Linked DNA regions of Sus scrofa: regions 1 and 2 are each linked to region 3. Evidence: chromatin contacts called from public Hi-C and HiChIP or PLAC-seq data. All regions are on one chromosome and are shown on one strand. Each heading gives the region's core, a stretch centred on a gene start, on an enhancer-like site or on the middle of the called end of the contact. The rest is flanking DNA. Distances are from core to core; before and after follow the strand shown. Region 1 holds the start of LOC110261347. Region 2 holds the start of SLC35E2B (solute carrier family 35 member E2B). Region 3 holds the start of LOC100525876 (ATPase family AAA domain-containing protein 3).

Region 1 (3,560 bases), core at 980-3,479, 160 kb after region 3:
ACCTACTCCACAGCTCACGGTAACACCAGATCCCAACCCACTGAGCAAGGCCAGGGATTGAACCCACATCCTCAAGAATACTAGACGGATTTGTTTCTGCTCTGCCACAACATGAACTTCCTATTTTAACTGTGTTTTTTTTTTTTGGGGGGGGGGTCTTTTTGCCTTTTCTAGGGCTGCTCCCGCGGCATATGGAAGTTCTCAGGCTAGGGGTCTAATCGGAGCTGTAGCCACTGGCCTACACCACAGCCACAGCAACTTGGGATCCGAGGCACATCTGCGACCCACACCACAGCTCACGGCAACGCCGGATCCTTAACCCACTGAGCAAGGCTAGGGATAGAACCCGAAACCTCATGGTTCCTGGTTGGATTCGTTAACCACTGAGCTATGACGGGAACGCCTTAACTATTTTAAAAGGATGAAATTTTAACTCCATCCAAGTTTCATTAAGTTCCTAACAGCACAAATCTAGTATTTAAAAACTTCTCCATCAGAGGAGTTCCCATCGTGGCGCAGTGGAAAGGAATCCGACGAGGAAACATGAGGTTGTGGATTTGATCCCTGGCCTCACTCAGTGGGTTAAGGATTCGGTGTTACCATAGGTCGAAGACATGGCTCGGCTCTGGCATTGCTGTGGCTGTGGTGAAGGCCAGCAGCTGCAGCTCGGATTGGGCCCCTCGCCTGGGAACCTCCATATGCTGTGGGTGCAGCCCTAAAAAGCAAAGTGCTGGCAAGGACTTGATCAAACTGGGCAGTCACCCAGGGGGTCTGAACCCAGAAAGGCCTTTTGGAAAGCTCGGCACAAAAGGTGACCGAAGAGCCAGCCTACGGGGGCCACACAAAGGAGCAAAATAAGAGACCTGGGGCGGGTGGACAGGGGTGGCTGCTTAGCTCGGAAGGAAGCGGGTACCATGCCACCTGCGGCAGAGCTTCGCATCCCTCCAGGCCGCCCTCACCCAGCTTCTCTCCAACTGTCTGAACACCTATCTGCCTGTACCCGGGCCGGGAAACTGCGGGTCTGGGAGACACAGCAGAGCGTGAGCCAGAGAAAGGAATCCCGGAGTCACCCCCGACCCCCTTGAGGGCCAGTGCCGGTCAGCAGGGGAGGGCAAGCCTTCAGGGAGACCCTGCAGGCAGAAGAGCGCCCCCCAACCCCGCCAATGCCCCCTCCGACGCTGGAACATCCGCGTCCAGAGAGAAGCCCCGACTTGAGGCCAAGAAGGTGCGAGGGCACCAACCCGCGGGAAGAACCACCTGCCTCTTGATTCTGCAGCTTAAACAGACCTTCGCGGGGTTCCCGTCTTTCTTACTGGGGCACCGCTTGCTCCTGGCACCTCCCCGAAAACCCTCGAGGCGGTGAGCGAGTTAAGCACCGGGACCAAGCCCACTCACAAGTTCAGCGGAGACCAGAGCACCGGGGCCTCTTCTGGGGAGCTCGTGTCCGTGCCGCCCGGAGCTGCCCGCCCCCATGTCCCTGCCCTCAAGTCCCTGCGGCAAGAGCAGAGGTCACGGCCGGGAGGCTCGGGGGGGGAGGCCGGAGTGGGGCGCACCCAGCAGGGCGAGGCGCTCCCGCACGTGGACCGCGGCGCGCCGGACAGGAAGGCAAAGGGAACAGGGTCTCAGCCAGGACCCAGCGGGCCAGCCGCCGGGTCGTCGGGGAGGCGCTGGGCAGCGAGCTCAGACGCGCCTTCCCAGGAGTCATACCGCGACGTGACCCCCTAAGTGACCGCCTCGCCTGAGGACCGGACCCTCCAAGCTGTCCCCACAGCGCGGACTCCGTCCGGCCGCCCCGACACCTGCGCCGAGCCTGAGGCAGGGGCGGCCGGCCAGCGCCTCCCAGCTCCACACCCGTGCGGTGGGCAGGGACGCCTTGGCCCTGCGACCCCAGCACCCGCTCCCATGACCCTGGGCGGCGGGCTGGGCCGAGGGGACGCGCGCTCACCGTTCGCTTCCCCGGGCGCCTGCGGGGCCGTCGTCTCGCTGGGACGCGCCCGCGGGTTCCGCAGCCCCGCCGCCGCTCGCCGTCGCTAGCCGGCTCCCGGCGCCGCGGCCGACTCCCGCCCCATGGCCGCCCCCCGCCCCACGGCCGCCCGGCCCGCGGCGCCGGCCCGCGGAGTAGCGATGCCGCCGCGCCGCCAGTGCGCACGCGCGCCCCGGCTGACCCCCGCGCGGACCCGCGCGCCTGCGTAGGAGACCGCCCCGCCCCCCGCGTCTACGCACGCGCCCCGCCCCGCCCCGCGCGCGCCGCGGCCGCCCGCACGGGCGTCCGCCCGGGCCTGGGGGCGGGACCCCGGCTGCCAACACCTCCGCAGCAGCCCCGGGAGGACCCTGGTGCCCACTCCCCGCGCCGCGTCGGAAGCGCGTTCTCGGGCCTCATGCCCCGCCCCCCATTCGGCCCCCCGCTTCTCTGCCCCGCGGGCCTGGTGAGCTGACTGCAGGCCCCGCGAGTGGCGACACCACCCGCCACAGACCCTGTAACTGCCAGGGCGTGGCTCTGCTTAACAGGAGTGTGTTTTGGGAAGCAGAAGTCGGTATGCGCAGCAGCAACAGAGCTGTGCCCCTGGGCCGCCCGCGCTTGCCCACCCTGAGCGGCTTGGCGGGTCCCTGCACACCTAGACCTGGGCCTGGGGTCTCAAGGGACCTGCTGACACTGTTCTCCCTAACCCGCGAGCCCCGTACTGGAGGACCTAGAGAGGAGGGGGACCAAGGTGACGTTGCACACCCCTCGCCCCCAAGCCCTTTCCCCCAAGGCTCGCCAAACTGACTGGTTACCCACCACCTGGGTGCCGGACGTCAGGGATCCCAGCTGTGTGCCTCTCTCCGGGGACGTGTCTGGGAACAAGCAGATGCAGGGTCACTGTAGATGAGGCTGGCCAGGCACCAGGCTTTGTAATCGCCTGGCTCTCAGGGCCTGCCGTTATTCCTTCCTAGAGCCCTGCTCCCGGGACAAGAAGCACCTGACCGAGGCCATGTGTGGACTAGAGTCCTCTGAGCAGCCTGGCTTCTACCTTCCCGCCCCCATACCTGAGGGCGAGTCTTCTCTAGCCAGGACTCCTGGGCCTGTGTCTGGAGACCTGGAACACACCTCTCACTGCTGTCCTAGGACCCCTGGTCAGTGGGGTCACCGAGGGTGAGTGGAGAGGGAGGCAGATGGCGGGAACTGGAGGGGGTTTCTCAAGTTCTGTAACTTCCCCATCGGGCTCTTTTGTAAACTCAACCACTTCCCCAAAGTGACCATTAGCCACACCCTGAGAAAAGCAAAGCCTTTTGAGCTGTGGGTTGGAGTATGATTGTCAACAATACTAATGCTAGGCTAGGCCTCCTGGGAACCTTCTAGAGCAGGGGGGGCACTTTGCACAGAAGGCTGCAAGGCAGGAGTTCCAGCCTTGTCGCCAGCCACGGCACACAGCAGGCATGCATCCTGTGTACCCCTCCCTAAAGGGAGCTTGTACAGGTGCGTCTTACTCGTCTTACTCACGGAAATGTGCCGCCTGGGCCTTGGCCATAGGCTTCAGGCCACAGTGCTTCCCCATTTCAGAAGTAAGAAAACAGGGGCT
Region 2 (3,559 bases), core at 661-3,160, 140 kb after region 3:
CAAAATCTGCCTCTAAAGAGAGTTGTTTTCTTTCTTTTACAGCAGTGGTGGGTAAGCAAGGCTTCGGAACATGAACACAGGGGGAACTGCCTGGACCTCCACAGGCCTCCAAAACCGGGTACAGAAAAATCACCTGAGGACTAGAATGAAGGCATAGCTCTGGTTTCCCAAGCCAATTTGCAAATGACAGCTAGCTAGAATCAGCGCCCTGCAGGAGTCTGCCATTATACATATAATTTCCAATCTTCTATGATTTGGGGCAGAAAAATACCAACTGCAACGAATTGGAAGGCGATCGCCCCCTTTAGCTCTGGAGGGGACGGTTTATCCCACCTCGGGGGGCGCCACGGTCGACGGTAGAAAACGCAAAGACCCCGGACGCAGTGTCCCTGCCCGGCCTCTGATCCCTCCCAGCGTGCAGGGCGCCGAGCCCCCAGCCCTGCCCGAGGACGCCCAGCCCCCGCCCCTCCTGGGCCTCCACCGGACCCGGAGACCCCCAGCCCCAGCTCCGCTTCAGGAGCTGAGCGGACGCGGGGCAGGAACGCGGGGCCCGCCCCGGGGGCCTTGTGTCGAGCGAGACAGCGCCCCGCGGCCGCGCCATCCACCCTGAGAGGCGGCCTGGGGGCTTCACGTGGTGGACGCGAGGGACAGTCACCCTGCGGTTGCCGGGCCTCGGGAGGATGGACGGCCCCGGACGACTGGGCCACGCGCGGGCCGAGGCTCTGGGGTGCCCAATGGCCGCGCCCGCAAGGGGGTCCGCAGGCCGGGGGAGGGAGGAGGCCGGAGAGAGGGGCGACCCCCGGAGGCAACCCGCCCGGCCAGCTTTATTCAGGACGTCACCCACCAAGGAAGCCCGCGGCCAGACGGCGCGCGGACCACGTAGCCTCGGGACGCCGCCCCGCCGCCCCGCCGCCCCGCCGCCCCGCCGCCCCGCCGCCCCGCCGCCCCGCCGCCCCGCCGCCCCGCCGCCCCGCCGCCCCGCCGCCCCGCCGCCCCGCCGCCCCGCCGCCCCGCCGCCCCGCCGCCCCGCCGCCCCGCCCACACACAGGGCCCCGCCCACCTCCCGGCGACGGTGGCTCCGGGAGCGAACGGCAGCAGACCCGGCCCAGGTGAGGTGGGCGGGCCCCGAGCGGACCCGCGGGTCCCTCCGGGCGGCGGGGCGGGGCCGGGGGCGGGGCGAGCCGGAACGGAAGTGAGGCTGTCGACACGGAAGCCGGGATCCGGAAGTGACGTATCGGAAGCCCGCGGCCGCTCCTCGCAGTCCGGAGGGACTCGCTGCCGCTCGCTGCGAGTGTCCCGCCTTCGTCGCCGCTGCTGTGTAGCCGGGGCCGGAGACGCGCTGCTGGGCAGTTCCCCGCTCTGTACTTCCCTTGTCACCCTCCAGGCTGTACGACCGGGGCTCAGGAGGGGAAGGTGCTGCTGGGCAACAGCGCGCTCGGCATTTGCCCCCTTGGCCCCCTCGGGGCCGGACCACCGCGGCCCTGGAGAGGCGGCCAGTCCGTGGAGGCGAAGACCTACAAGCCCCTAGGGGCCGCTCTCCGGGTTTGGGTTTCAAGGGACGAAACTCCAGCCGCAACACACCTACTTTAGGGAAGGAGAGATGGGCTGAGGCGACCAGCGCAGGAGCTCTGGGAGCTGCTGGATCCCGAGGCCACGCCCCCTGGCGCTGCGGTGATTGGAGGAGCGGTGGGTAGCCCCGCCCAGGGGCGTGGCCTAGGCCCGCTTGGGTGCCAGGCTCCGCCTGGCCGGTTGCTCCTGCTGCTGGCCTAGTCTCTCTTGTCCGGTTTTCCTCCCCTGCTTACTTTTTAACTTAAGTTTTAGGAGCAAGGGTACAGCTAATGGGCTCTTCTTAACGACTGCTTTTTGGCCAAACTTTTGCATTTTTTCCATATTGTTTTAAAATTAATAAAGTTTCAGAATTCCCTGTGGCACAGCGGGTTAAGGATCCTGTGGTTGTCACTGCAGTGGCTCTGGTCACTGCTTTGGAGCGGTTTCGATCCCTAGCCTGGGAACTTCCAAATGCTGTGGGCACGCACAAAAACAAATGAATAAAATTTCTCCTTTAGGTCCTGGCCAGAGGGTCAGTTAATGGAGGGTGGTATCTGCCCATCCCTAGGCACCCACAGGCAGGGCTTTCCGTGAGATTCTTTAGAGACTGTAACTGGAGGAGCATCAGGGGAGCCCCAGGGGCTGGTCAAGGGCCTGGCCCTGAAAATGCAAAATAAAAGAAAGCATCGGAGTTCCCGTCGTGGCTCAATGGTCAACGAATCTGACTAGGAACCATGAGGTTGGGGGTTCGATCCCTGGCCCCGCTCAGTGGGTTAAGGATCTGGCATTGCCATGAGCCCTGGTGTAGGTTGCAGATGCGCCTCAGATCTGGCATTTCTGTGAACCTGGGAACCTCCATATGCCACGGATGCAGCCCTAGAAAAAGACAAAACAAAAACAAAAACAGCAAAAAAATGAAATTCATGTGTACTTACCTCTGAACATTATATGGTGCCATTTTCATCATCTCTAAATTGAGTGTGCAGGACCCTCAACAAGTTTATGGGGTGGCTTTTCCTACTTTGCACAAAACCCTGAGATGACGGGATTTTCTGAGGGGCCACACCTGTGACATTCCGAAGTTCCCAGGCCAACCCCACACCACAATGGTGACCAGCACCACAGCGGTGACAGTGCCAGGGAACTCCAACTGAGATGCTTGATGACTGCCCAGCTGTGCTGGATTGTTGATGGTCAGTGAGTTACTTGGAAACAAATAGTTTCAAAAGCAAACTTACAGAAAGTATCAAAAATTTTTTGCAGAGTTCCCGTCATGACTCAGTGGTTAACGACTCTGACTAGGAACCATGAGGTTGCAGGTTGGATCCCTGGCCTTGCTCAGTGGGTTAAAGAGCTAAGGATCCAGTGTCGCTGTGAGCTGTGCTGTAGATCGCAGACACAGCTTGGATCCTGCGTTGCTGTGGCTCTGGCGTAGGCTGTCGGCTACAGCTCCGACTCAACCCCTAGCCTGGGAAGCTCCATATGCTGTGGGTGTGGCCCTGGAAAAAGACAAAAAGACAAAAAAAAAATTTGTTTTGAGATCTTTCTTACATTTTATCTGGGACAGTGCCATTTAATAATTTTGAAATGATGTCAGAGGAGCCTGGGCCCCTCCTGTCCTGGGCTGGGCTCCCGGCACACAGGACAGTGCTCCCTGCCTCCTGGGCTTCCAGCTAGCCCTTGGGCAGCGCTGCCCAGGCCTCCAGCCACTGCCAAGGAAGCCCCTGCTCTGTGGTCACATTTCCAGAGTTTGGGTCCTGCCCCTTTCTCTTTGTCCCGCTAATGGCTGGTCACCTAAAACAACAAAACAGCCAGTTATTTTACTGTGAAATGAGTTTGGCAGCAGCAATGCGTTGTGACTTTGGACACCCAACTGTGGTGACCCTCTCACAAGTCTGGTAAAACAGAGGAGAGGAAACTTATAAAGAGGAGAAAGGGGAAGTTGTTATAAACAAAAAGTCCAGGAGGTCCCGTCATGGCACTGTGGAAGCGAATCCATCTAGTATCCACA
Region 3 (3,499 bases), core at 638-3,137:
AAAAAGATTCAATTAAATTAAAAAAACACAAAGCTTTATTTTCAAAGTTATTCCTTGTCATATAAATGTATACAAACTTTTCAAATGCTAGCCTGTGGATGGAGCGAGAGGGCCTGTGGCTTCACTTCTCTTACCCATTTCCCCAGCTTTATCCATCAAAGCCTGCCAGGGGTGTCCTTGGAGGTATGGTTTGTGGCTGGAACATTAAAAACCTTGGTGACAGCCAACAGGAGGCAGCTGGCTGGAAAAGCCCTTTGGGTTTTCTCTTCATTTGGGAAAACAAAACAAACAACATACTGCAGACAGGATTATCTTACATGTTTTCCTTTTTTTTTTTTTTTTTTTTTTTTTTTGTCTTTTTGCCATTTCTTCGGCCTCTCCCGTGGCATATGGAGGTTCCCAGGCTAGGGATCAAATTGGAGCTGTAGCCACCTGCCAGAGCCACAGCAATGTGGGATCCAAGTTGTGTGTGCCACCTACACCACAGGTCACGGCAACACCAGATCCCTAACCCACTGAGCAAGGCCAGGGATCAAACCCCAAACCTCATGGCTCTTAAACGGATTTGTTAACCCCTGAGCCATGACGGGAACTCCTTTTTTTTTTTTTTTTTTTAATGGCCACACCCAAAGCATTTGGAAGATCCTGGGCCAGGGATTGAATCTGAGTCACAGCTGTGACCTACAACGCCGGATACTTTAACCCATGGGACTGGCCATGGGATAGAATCCATGATCCCAGCCGTTGCAGTTTAATCCTTGACCACTGCAACACAGCTGGAACTCTCCCCCCCCCATTTTTTATTCAGGCTTAAAATTGTTTGTTATTTAAATCTAGTGGAGAAACTCACTGTGTATAATTTTGGGAACGCAACAAATTCCATCAGGGAAAGAATTCAGGAGCAATTTGGATTTTGGTCCAAGAAGTGAATTCTGCTAACTTTGGACACTGGGTTCCGGAGCAGCCCTGGCCTTGTCCATCCTTGTTCCTTCTCCCCCAGCGGTCTGGCCTGGACCTTGGTCCCAGAAGCTGTCATGTGGCCTTCAGAGGTTCCCAAGGAAAACGCTCAGGGATCAGTGACCAGACCCAAGACCCCTCCGCCCAGAGGAGCGCTCTTCTGGCGAGGGCGCCCTCTGTGGGGCCTTGGGGGCTCTGCCTTCGCATACTTTGGGTGGAGATCCCTGTCCGCTCCCTTGTGAGCCACTTTAAGTAAAGAAAGGATCATACAACAGCGGACCGCTGTTTTGCTGAGACGCTGGCGGCTTGGGAGGGCCCTTCATCCTCCTAGCAGGAGACTGGCCAGGGCCGCGCTTCTGCCCTTGTATCATCTCAGTGAGAGCCGAATGGATGCGTTGGCACCGCACCGCGCCAGGCTCCACTTGTCCCGCGCCGCCCGGCCTGTGGGGCAGCCCGCCCTGCGCGGGACACGCCCAGCCCGCGCTCCGCCGTCCGCAGGGTCTCTTGGCCTCCCGCTCCCCCGGCCTTCCTTCCCCGGGCAGGGACCTTTCCAACCGATCCCTCAGGCTCTTCCTCCCGCGGCCGCTTCCTCGGTCGGGACCCCGCGCATCAAGAGCGCCCGGCTCCCAGACCTGCCTCTCGGTTTCACCCGGGGCTGGAACTCCATGGGTGCCCATGGCAACGGGATCAGTGTCACGGCTACGAGGAACTGACGTATCCAAGGGCACGCACGCGCCCAGCCCTTCAATTTTGTCCCTGACCGGCCGCTGTCACCTCGCCCCGCCCCTCTGGGGACCTGCCCCCTAAGCCAGCTCTTGCAATCGCGGCCGCGACGCCGTGACGTCACTCGCCTGCGACCAATCCAAGTGCCGCGCTCGGGACGTGGCCCTCACGCGCACCCGTCGCCCGGGAGGCGGGGCCGCTGTCGCGCCTGCGCAGAGTCAGTGCCGCCGGCTCCCGGCGCGTGGGGGCTGCACTTCGCTACTCGTGTCTACTCGGCTTCGGATCCTTGAGCCTGCGGCGCCCGGTGCTCACTGGCCATGTCGTGGCTCTTCGGCATCAAGGGCCCCAAGGGCGAAGGCGCTGGGCCGCCGCTGCCGCTGCCGCCTGCGCAGCCCGGGGCGGAGGGCGGGGGGACCGCGGCGCAGGGGACCGGCCGGCGCCCAAGGACAAATGGAGCAACTTCGACCCCACGGGCCTGGAGCGCGCGGCCAAAGCGGCGCGCGAGCTGGAGCACTCGCGTGAGTGCCGCTGGGGGGCTCGGTCAGGGCGGCCCCTGGGGGGTTCGGGGGCATCTGGCCCTCGGTGGTCTGAGCCATGGAGCTCTTGTCGGGAGAGGAAATCGGCTTCCAGCGGTAAACCCAATGGAGCCACTCTGCGTGCAGGGAGGTTCGGGATCCCCTGACCCTTTGGCACCTTCCCAGCTGCCACACGTCTTTCAGGGGGGAAACCGGTGGCGAGGGGACTAAGGGTACAGGTAGCAGCTGGCGGGGCTGCACCTTCGTTTTTAGGTACCACCTATTGCTCCCTCCACGTGGAATGGCCAGAGCTGGCTGGGTTGGGGATTTTCTTGTGGTGGATGCTAGCAATTTTTTGCTGAAGAGGGGAGCGCGTTTGAGGGTAATTGGTTTTAAGGAAAATAAAGTAGATCTGCACTTACTGTTGAGAAACGTTAGCTTTCAAGTGAGGTCTGCAAAGCAGCAGATCACCGATCAGCCCTGGCCCAGCTGATGACTGACCTTCCTAACCCGGGCCCTGAGGCATCAGTGGTGATGGCACCTTCACTAAGCCCACGTGCTTTCCTCCCAGCTTCCTTCCTCTGTGGCTTTAAACCACTTGTGTCCAGATTGCAGCGTGTGCGTTTGAGAGTCTGGAACACATGCTCAGCACGCGCCAAGTAAATACTTCGCTCTCAAACCTTTAAATAGAGGTGCCTTTTTCTCAAAGGAGATCTTAGAGAGTAGTTTGTGGCAAGCAGGTATAAGCGGAGTCTTCCTGTCGAAGGAGGATGTGGCCTGGCACTCTGTGGCTCAGTCCCCGCCCTTCTGCAGGGGTCACAGAATTTCCTGGGCAAAGGTCTCCAGCCTGCCTGGCTCTCAGATCCTGGAAGGGACATTCAGAGCATTTGGATATTCGGGCCTGGGGCCCAGGGCTGCCTATTTCCTTAGGCCTGACTGGGAAACGCCCCATCCCAGACTACGTGTGTTAAGTTTGCAAGGTCATTTCAACAGTCAGGTTGGATTGAGAGATAGTGGCTGGGCTTCAGGACACCTCAGATGATGACACTTTTGTTACGGGATGTAATTTCTTAGGTTTCTGTGGGAGCTTCGCCCATTCACCCTGCCCAGAATTTCAAAGTGTTTCTCCTTTTGGAAGGTAAATCCTGACTCTTGGTCCGCAGTTAGATTCTTAACCCACGGCGGGAACTCTTCTGCTTCACTTTTTTTCTTGCCATCCCCCTGGCTTCTCTGCTGGCCCGGGGGGGAGAGGTTTCGCCTCGGTCAGCTGCCTCTTCCTGTCCCCAAGCCCTCCTTCCCAGCGT

Evidence for each region. A called contact is a pair of places that touch in the nucleus more often than the background predicts. HiChIP or PLAC-seq counts read pairs in DNA pulled down with a chosen protein or histone mark.
Region 1: a contact with region 3 is called in an H3K27ac HiChIP or PLAC-seq map of alveolar macrophages. The contact joins the promoter of LOC110261347 here to the promoter of LOC100525876 in region 3. A contact is called at or near these places in 1 of 5 promoter capture datasets (liver) and 1 of 2 datasets of contacts at active chromatin or transcription factors (alveolar macrophages).
Region 2: a Hi-C map of liver shows a contact between it and region 3, with 2.5 times the contacts expected there. The contact joins the promoter of SLC35E2B here to the promoter of LOC100525876 in region 3. A contact is called at or near these places in 1 of 5 promoter capture datasets (fetal liver), 5 of 47 Hi-C or Micro-C datasets (heart right ventricle, liver, mesenteric adipose tissue and 2 more) and 1 of 2 datasets of contacts at active chromatin or transcription factors (alveolar macrophages).

The regions. Positions count from the first base shown.
Region 1 is chr6:63,860,969-63,864,528 of Sscrofa11.1, forward strand. It overlaps LOC110261347, which reads left to right and starts at 2,230. Exons shown (of 3, transcript XR_002345412.1): 1 at 2,230-2,426; 2 at 2,935-3,133. It overlaps NADK (NAD kinase), which reads right to left and starts at 3,169. Exons shown (of 12, transcript XM_021097484.1): 1 at 3,028-3,169; 2 at 2,780-2,835.
Region 2 is chr6:63,840,490-63,844,048 of Sscrofa11.1, forward strand. SLC35E2B (solute carrier family 35 member E2B) reads right to left here and starts at 1,911. Exons shown (of 10, transcript XM_021097474.1): 1 at 1,061-1,911.
Region 3 is chr6:63,704,268-63,707,766 of Sscrofa11.1, forward strand. LOC100525876 (ATPase family AAA domain-containing protein 3) reads left to right here and starts at 1,888. Exons shown (of 17, transcript XM_003127504.5): 1 at 1,888-2,085; 2 at 2,088-2,198. The coding sequence starts at 1,998.